Linked DNA regions of Anas platyrhynchos: region 1 is linked to region 2. Evidence: chromatin contacts called from public Hi-C data. All regions are on one chromosome and are shown on one strand. The core of a region is the stretch at or near the end of the contact, and the rest is flanking DNA. Distances in the headings are between cores, read along the strand shown.

What was found. Hi-C and Micro-C count contacts between places; a contact is called where the count stands out from the background.
Region 1: a contact with region 2 is called in a Hi-C map of skeletal muscle, with 4 times the contacts expected there. The contact joins two enhancer-like sites. A contact is called at or near these places in 3 of 8 Hi-C or Micro-C datasets (liver, skeletal muscle and subcutaneous adipose tissue).

Annotation. Positions count from the first base shown.
Region 1 is chr4:60,729,202-60,732,899 of IASCAAS_PekinDuck_T2T, reverse strand. No RefSeq gene overlaps it. Among named protein-coding and RNA genes, the nearest start is that of SEL1L3, 21 kb to the left of the region's middle. Within about 2 kb of position 1,964, at least 4 of the 8 cell types and tissues checked have an H3K27ac peak or open chromatin away from gene starts, as enhancers often do.
Region 2 is chr4:60,669,322-60,673,118 of IASCAAS_PekinDuck_T2T, reverse strand. No RefSeq gene overlaps it. Among named protein-coding and RNA genes, the nearest start is that of RBPJ, 20 kb to the right of the region's middle. Within about 2 kb of position 1,373, at least 4 of the 8 cell types and tissues checked have an H3K27ac peak or open chromatin away from gene starts, as enhancers often do.

The DNA of each region.
Region 1 (3,698 bases), core at 715-3,214, 59 kb before region 2:
CGGGTGACCACAGCTGTTGGTCGCAGACTATCGTTCTGCCCATGCTTCTGGATCCCACTCATACTCCATGTGATGTACTTATCCAAAGAGAGGCTGACCCCCAAAATAAGTCAGCCCCCAAATACTGCCTGTCGTAATGATTGAAAGATTTGTCTTAAACATGAGGGAACGTAGAGTCCTTATTTTTTATCTATAGTTTCTGCACGTTCTTCTACACATTAGCTCCCTAACTGCGCTCTGCTCTGTCCTTCATGCTCACCTTGGTGGCGTGAGTTCAGGAGATGTATTCTTGCAGTCAGTGTGATGCAGCTGCAAGAGCCATTTGCTGCCTTGCACTGAGCCAAAAACTCCAGTGACATTGGCCTTGTGAGAGGTAGGAAGCTTGCCAGGTGCAGAGCCCAGTGACGACAGGGAGCTCCTGCTTGTCTCATAGGCAAGATATTGTTCAATTAGTTGGGCATATCTTGCCCTTGTGGAAGCAGCTCCCACTGTTCAGCCTTGAAAAAAAATAATAGTTATACTGTATTTATCTTGTTTTATTTTAGAGTAGGGCAAGCTTTCTGAGGTATTTGGGTGGAGGGGCAAAGAAACCTGTATCTATATTAAACTGGATAAGCCAGGCAAATACAACATGTTAGTATAAAACAGAACATCATGGCTATCTTTAAAATAAAATAATAATAAAAAAAATCTCTTACTCCTCATATTTTCAAACTCTGAAGCAGGGGTAATAGATGTAAGCCTGCCTTCTTGGATATGTAGGGAAAACTTCAGCTGCTGGGCTTTGACCGACTGGTTTAGCACAGGGGTCTACATGCCACCATCTGTCATTATCCATTTGTGATACCTAAAACTTTTCTCTGGGTGGGAGAGAGCGCTGAGGAATCCCTGGCTGGATCAGTGTGACTTTGTGCTCTTGCCTGAAGCTGCTATCGAGATGGTAATACTGGGTATGGAGGGGGACAAGGCTGGAGCTGACACAGGCTGAGAGCAGCTCCTTTGCAGGTAGGAGTGTAACCAGACTCTACAGAGATCTAAGCTGGTAAGACTTTGGCTTATCTTCTCCTACAGTGTACAGAATCTGGGCATTTTTCCAACCTAATCTATGTTTTTGAAGAACCATCTATATTATCTTTTCCTCATATGACTTAAAGGGTGCTCCAGCTTCTTTCTCGGCCGCGTGATGCCCTCAGACTTCAGCCCTAGCACTGCCTCCTTCATGGTGAGCAGCCTGACTCAGACCAGGATCCTCACAGTCACGTTCCTACAGCCTGCCACAGTCCTCCTTTCTTTAGTTTCCAGTCAGTGGTGGTGATCATACAGGAAAATTTCCTCAGACTTCTGCCACATCTTCCTTTGCCTTTGAATGTTTTATTGGATCGCTAAGTTTTGGATGAAATTGCTCTGTGTGTTTTCGGCTAGAACTTGCACTGTGTTCATTGTGTGCATCTTGACCACCTGCTTTCCTCTGATTTCACCACTGTCTGCATGGTCTTATAATTATTTTTCTTTTTGTCCTTCCCTGTTCCTGGAGAAGTGCTCTCCGGTAAGCTGAGCAGCGTTACTATCACTGAACCCCTCCTTTCACATTCCACTCTTCATCTTCCCTCAAGAGCCCCTACTTTTGCTCTCCATTTTCTTCTTTGCTGATGTAAAGAACTGTTTTATAAGAAACACGCTGCTCCCATGGTAGGTATAAAAGCTTGTCTCGGACTGCACGAGCTCCTCAGGAACTCGGGCTGTGACACAAACGCAGCACGAGGCAGCTGGGAACACCTACAGCATGCGATGGTTTACAGTAAGCCAACTGTTCAGTGACATGCTGGCCTCTGAGGAAAGCTATGCGTGCTGTTAGCCAGAGGTATCTCAGGAGGATTGAGAGTCTGTCTGCGATTTGGCTCCTCACAGACAGCAGATGTTCCATCAGAAGGTGAAGCATGCAGTAAATGACCGTATTTACTTGAGGCAAATCAAGACAAGGCAGCGGGCCAGCCAAGCATGTTTACTGCTGCAGGAATGCTTTTGTGCTGATGCAGCATCTTTCACCCCAGATCTCAAAACGTTTTGAGAAGCGTTAACAAACGCAAGCTAACTCCAGTGTTTGCAGGCCTGTCTGAACCACATGATTGCTACCTGCTTTGGTTACTGCCAGCCAGAGAGCCCACACCGATTTTGGGACTGCTGTGGTTACGTGACCGAGTACTTCCTTAGCTGTGTAGATGGTGTCTGCAGCTGGAGCTGAGCTCATGCTGATGCAGCTACACTGTCAAGGGGACCTGAGCAAGCTACTGTGCAGCCAGCTCAGGTGGGAGGGTATGAAATGCTGTCACTTCAGCACAGAGGCACAGTTGTCCAATTTTTAAGAGGAAAAATAACCTAAGACCTGGAGTGAAGGCAAAAGACAAGTCACAAAGATGCATCTCTCTTTTCTTCTGCTTCTTCGGAGGGGGAAGAAATCAGAAAAAGTGAAATACTGAGTTGATTATTGCAATTAAAAGTTGGTTTGTACCAGGTTGTGCCATATCTATGTCTTGACTGAATATTCAGCAAATGTCTAATGCATAGAAATGTCCAGTGATCCAAAAGGGAGAGAAGTAGTGTCTTCATATGTTTGCAGCTTTAGGCTTAATCCTGTATTTTCCTCATGGACCAACAAATATCACTTTGGATGCTTATTTGGAGAACCAGAGGTCACCTGTGAGTCTTCAGTGGCACACAGAAGAGGACCGTCTCTTTAGCCAGCAGCAGAGTGTTAATTCAGGGATTTCAGGTTGTTTTTCTAGTGAAGAATGTGCTGCCAAATAAATGTCACCTGGCTCTGGGTAGGTGCCAGGGGGTGGCAGTGAGGTAGGAGCCAGCAGGACTGCACTTCCTTGAACAGTTTCCAGCAGAGCCCTGCGGACTAACGGCCCTGGGGTGACTCGGGGATGGTTCTTCCTCTCCATGTGTTGCCAGATAGAGAGCTTTCTGCTCGGAGTTCCTTAACTACGAAATCCTTTCAGTCGTGTATTTTTTCCCTCTGTTCCACACTCTCTGCTCTCTGGCTGCCCACTGTGACAGCCATATCTGTTTGATTTGAGGGAAGCCTTGCATGTGCTGTGACTGGCTCCTTCTGCTAATAATTTGTTCTCTGGAGCCTGTTGCCACAAAGTATAAATAAATTTCACTGTTTAGTACTTTCCTGTTTTGTTGCTCAGCTGCTGGCAGTGAGTTGACACACCCTGGTTTGTTTTTCAAATTTATCTTCTTTTTTTCCCCCCTCTGTATAAGAGACAAAATCACAAGATTACATTAACAAAGATGCATTATTGGTGTGTACATTTTTTGGTTGTCTTGTGTTGCACTCGAAGTTCTGCATAAAATGGGAATTAAAATGCAGCTGCCATCCTGGAACAAGATGCAGCCTGGTCCTGAGATAGGGAATAGGCTTTATCCTGCTTCAGAAAGTCTAATGGTACATGCAGGATAGATACTCTCCCTGTATGAAAATTGCTTTTCAGCCACCCTGCCATGTAAACTCAATCTTATCATAAACAGTCTTAATTTAGCCCATTCTGCGTGCATGCTAGATTTACCAGGCTACGTAGCACACCAGACCTGGCTGTGCAGGGGTGCGTGTAGGCGCTGGAAGTTCTCTCTTTGTGGCAGCGTGCATGCCACTGCAACCTCGAGCTCAGAGAAGGGTAAATATTTAGAGT
Region 2 (3,797 bases), core at 124-2,623:
GGTGCTCTTTGGTCTTCTCTTATCTCGGGATGACAGCGTAGAACTAGGATCCCAAGTCTCCTGAGTGTGTCTGAGTTAAATGCCAAAAGCAAATAGCATGATATCTTCCTCCATGTCAACAGCTTCTGAGAAGACTAAGATTGTTTGTTTTCTTCTTTGTTTTTCTTTTCTGGTTAGAAAATTGCCTTAGAATAAATAATATTTTCAAAAGGGGCCTTTTTTGTTTGTTTGTTTTGTTTTCATGTCACTAAAATATCTGTACTTGATGGGAGTGAGTAGAATTAACAGAAACCCTGCAGTGCCCCTGTCTTTAATGGTTTTATAACTGGAAGTGGAATAAAAGTCACTTTTTTACATTCTTATGATGCCAGGAGATAATCCTTGTGTTTTGGATCTGGAATCCAACACCATAACAGAACATGAAGTGAATTTATCACTGTCCTGCTTCTACAGTATTACAACCACCACTTCTGCAGCATTACAACCACCATCCCTGTGCTCCTGATGACTAAGATGTCAAAAGAAATGCTGATGCATCTTCTCATACGGTATTCCTGTTAGAGCTCCTTGTCACTGTGATTACTTGCGTTTGAGTTTCTTTTCCTTCTCTTTTTTTTTTCTCTCTTTTTTTTTTTTTTTCCCTCTCTAGCTGATGCTAACACAAATGTCTAATATTTATGCTGATGCTGAAGTTTAAATCTGAGTTTTGCTTATGTCGCATTTCTTCAGGCAAGTTTTTATTAGAAAATGAGTCAGCATTTTCAAAAATTACAGTCTTGATCCTCAAATGCTTAACTTTATGGGAATAGTTTTATATCTAAAGCCAAAGACTTCTGAAGCTTGAGCCTGGATTAGCAGGGATTAGAGCACCTGAGATACTGATGTGAGTTTGCAACTTTGATTTCACCCTAACAAAGTCTCCTGTATTGTCTGTACATGTGAATGAGCTGATAACAGACGGGCTGATACAACATAAATTTAAACACGTTTCTGTTGTCTGACACAATTTGAGTTGGACTTTCATTAAAACTGAATTAGTATATTCTCTCTGATATTTTAATTTCAGAAGAGTACAGTGAGGGCTGGCTGAGCTGGGCAAGGAAATGTTCCCTCTGCTACAGGCAAATATGAAACGCAGGCAGCTGGATTCTGAGTCCTCCAGCACGCGTCTTTTCTAGCCCTCTTGCAGAGCCTGACCTGAAGATGAGAAACATGCCTAAGTCCTAAGCTTTATCGCATTCTTCCTCCTTATTTTGGCATTGATTTCTATTTGCATTACAAGTCTGTGATTTCATTATCATTAAGAGGCCGTTATCGCACAGAACCGTGATCACAGCTCCAAGCAGCATTGCTTGTGTTGAGCTTGTATAAACCACCATATCTTACCGCACCTCTTGGCAAGCTGTGCCTTCCACTTTCTGCCTGGAAGTACCTCACGGTATCGCCTGCTTCGGGTCTGAGGGCAGGAGTCAGTGCAAGTATTCCTCTGCACTGACTGTAATGGAGGAAAAATAACAGTGCAGCAACTTTCTAGGAAGGGTTTTGTGTTGTTTTTTGTATTTTTGTTTTTTAAATGAGAACAGAGCCTATTGACTGGAAATGATCCGATTGTGATTCTAGACATTGCCAGGTCTCTTGGCAGTGTCAGCTGCCAGCTTTCCTTTCCTGTTTCTTTTTTTTTTTTTTTTTTTTTTTTTTTCCCCTCTGATAACCTATGTAAACAATCAGTAGTACACATCAGAAGGTTTTTCTTAGGCTTACGTAGGACCTGCAGCATAAAGCACACACACGAGACGGGATGGCGAAATCTATTCCATCAAGAGATATGGCTTGTTCTGTCATAGGGTAAATTCACATTTGTATGATGGTAAAACAGCATGATGGTAATGGAATGATTTGCAGTTCGGGGAAAGAGATGCTGAGGCCAGGGTCAGATTACAGCAAGCCTCTGCCCAAGGCACAGCGTGACATGAAGCTTGCGTGGTTCTGGCTTTTCACGGCCATCCTACAGTTCATTCCCATTTCCCATCACAGGCTGACAGAGGCAAAGAGGCTTTAGCAATTACTCCAAAAGCCAAGGCTTTAGTGGGTTTAGTTTAATAGGGTCTTCACATTCTTCTTGTCTTGGCACAGAGTCACTTCATAAGGTTGTCAGCAAGCCCTGAGCTACTGAACATCTCTCTCTGAACCTCATGACGCCGATCAGTGTTACTCACAGCTATTGTTCCGGACTGCACACTCAGGCATCCGTATGGGCATAAATATTTCTTCAGAGGGACTTATTTTGAAATGAAAACTGAGACCATGATAAAATTAAATAATCTTCAGGATGTCTTGGTCCAAAACTATTCAAAGAACTGATACGTATACTGCCAGGTAGCTCTTTTCAACTTCTCATCTTAAATCCTCCATCACTTCTACACACACTCTTAACTTGGTTGTAGTACTTCGAAGTCTTTGTGCTTGCCAGGCTATCTATTTGGAGCAGGGAAGAAATGTGATGTGAAAAGATGGAATTGACTGCAGAACCTAATGGTGAAAAACAGAAAATAAAAAGAAAAAAAGGTAAAAATACAGGCAAGAGGAGACTCCGAATCTTTTCCTTCTAAAATGAAATCTCAGGAGTCAGAGGACAGTGAAACTTAGGGCCACGAGCTGGCTATTTAGGCCTTCCACACTGGAAGCTCTGGTCTGACGGGGTCCATGACAATCCTGGAACATTCTGGGTTTGATCACTGAAGGATGTCACTGACTTTGGAAAAAACAACACATTGTATTGCATTTTTTGTTTTCTCATCCAATGTCCATAACTGAATTATGTCTATCAGAGTAATTTGTTTAATTACCATTCTTTCTGTCTTTGAAAGAGGTACCTTTAGCATGCTTAGACAGTGAGTGGAGCATGTGCCAGCAGTGGAGCACATACCTCGGCACAATAACTCATGAACCAGGCGCAGGCGCTGAGCTCTGCTCTCTGGGGACAGCGACAGGACCCAAGGGAATGGCATGGAGCTGGGACAGGGGAGGGTCAGGCTGGGGATTAGGGAAAGATTCTGCACCCAGAGGGTGGTCAGGCACTGGGACAGGCTCCCCAGGGCAGTCGTCATGGCACCGAGCCAGTCAAAGTTAAAAGGACACTTGGAGAACACTCTTAGAAATACTGTCTGGTTTTTGAGTGGTCCTGTGTGGAGCCAGGAGTTGGACTTGATGATCCTCGTGGGTCCCTTCCAACTCAGGATATTCTGATTCACATCAAAAATAAAAAGGTCATATATGTAACTGGTTTCTTAGAGACACTGACCTGGTGAATATCCTTGATATTAAAGGAATTACAAATGATACTCTCAAATGAACCCCTGGCACAAGCAGCTAATCCTTCATTATCTTGGGCATTATTTACACAGAAGTGAACAATAGCATTTTGACTCAGACGGAAGTTCATTAGTATCCAGATAATTCTCACTTGCTGAGTTATTAAGCAGAAAAATAGGTTGCATTACTGAATGTCATTTTCCAGCATATTTGACACCGTGAGGTCAGTCAGACTGCAAGGTGAGGAAATGGCAAAGTGATAAGTCATAAGACACAGACAAAATGTACTTTCCCTAGACCGAGAAAGCAGTGTGTAAGTCCTCCACTACTTCATCCTCCCTACAGCTCTGTATTGTAGGCTGGAAAGCAGAGGCATAAAGAAAAGGCTTGAGCACCTAAAAGGACATGGAAGGTGTTCTTCTATCTGAGGAGCTTTGGAAACACTTCACCCACTAGCTGCAGAGCACATCTACTTTGCAGCTGAC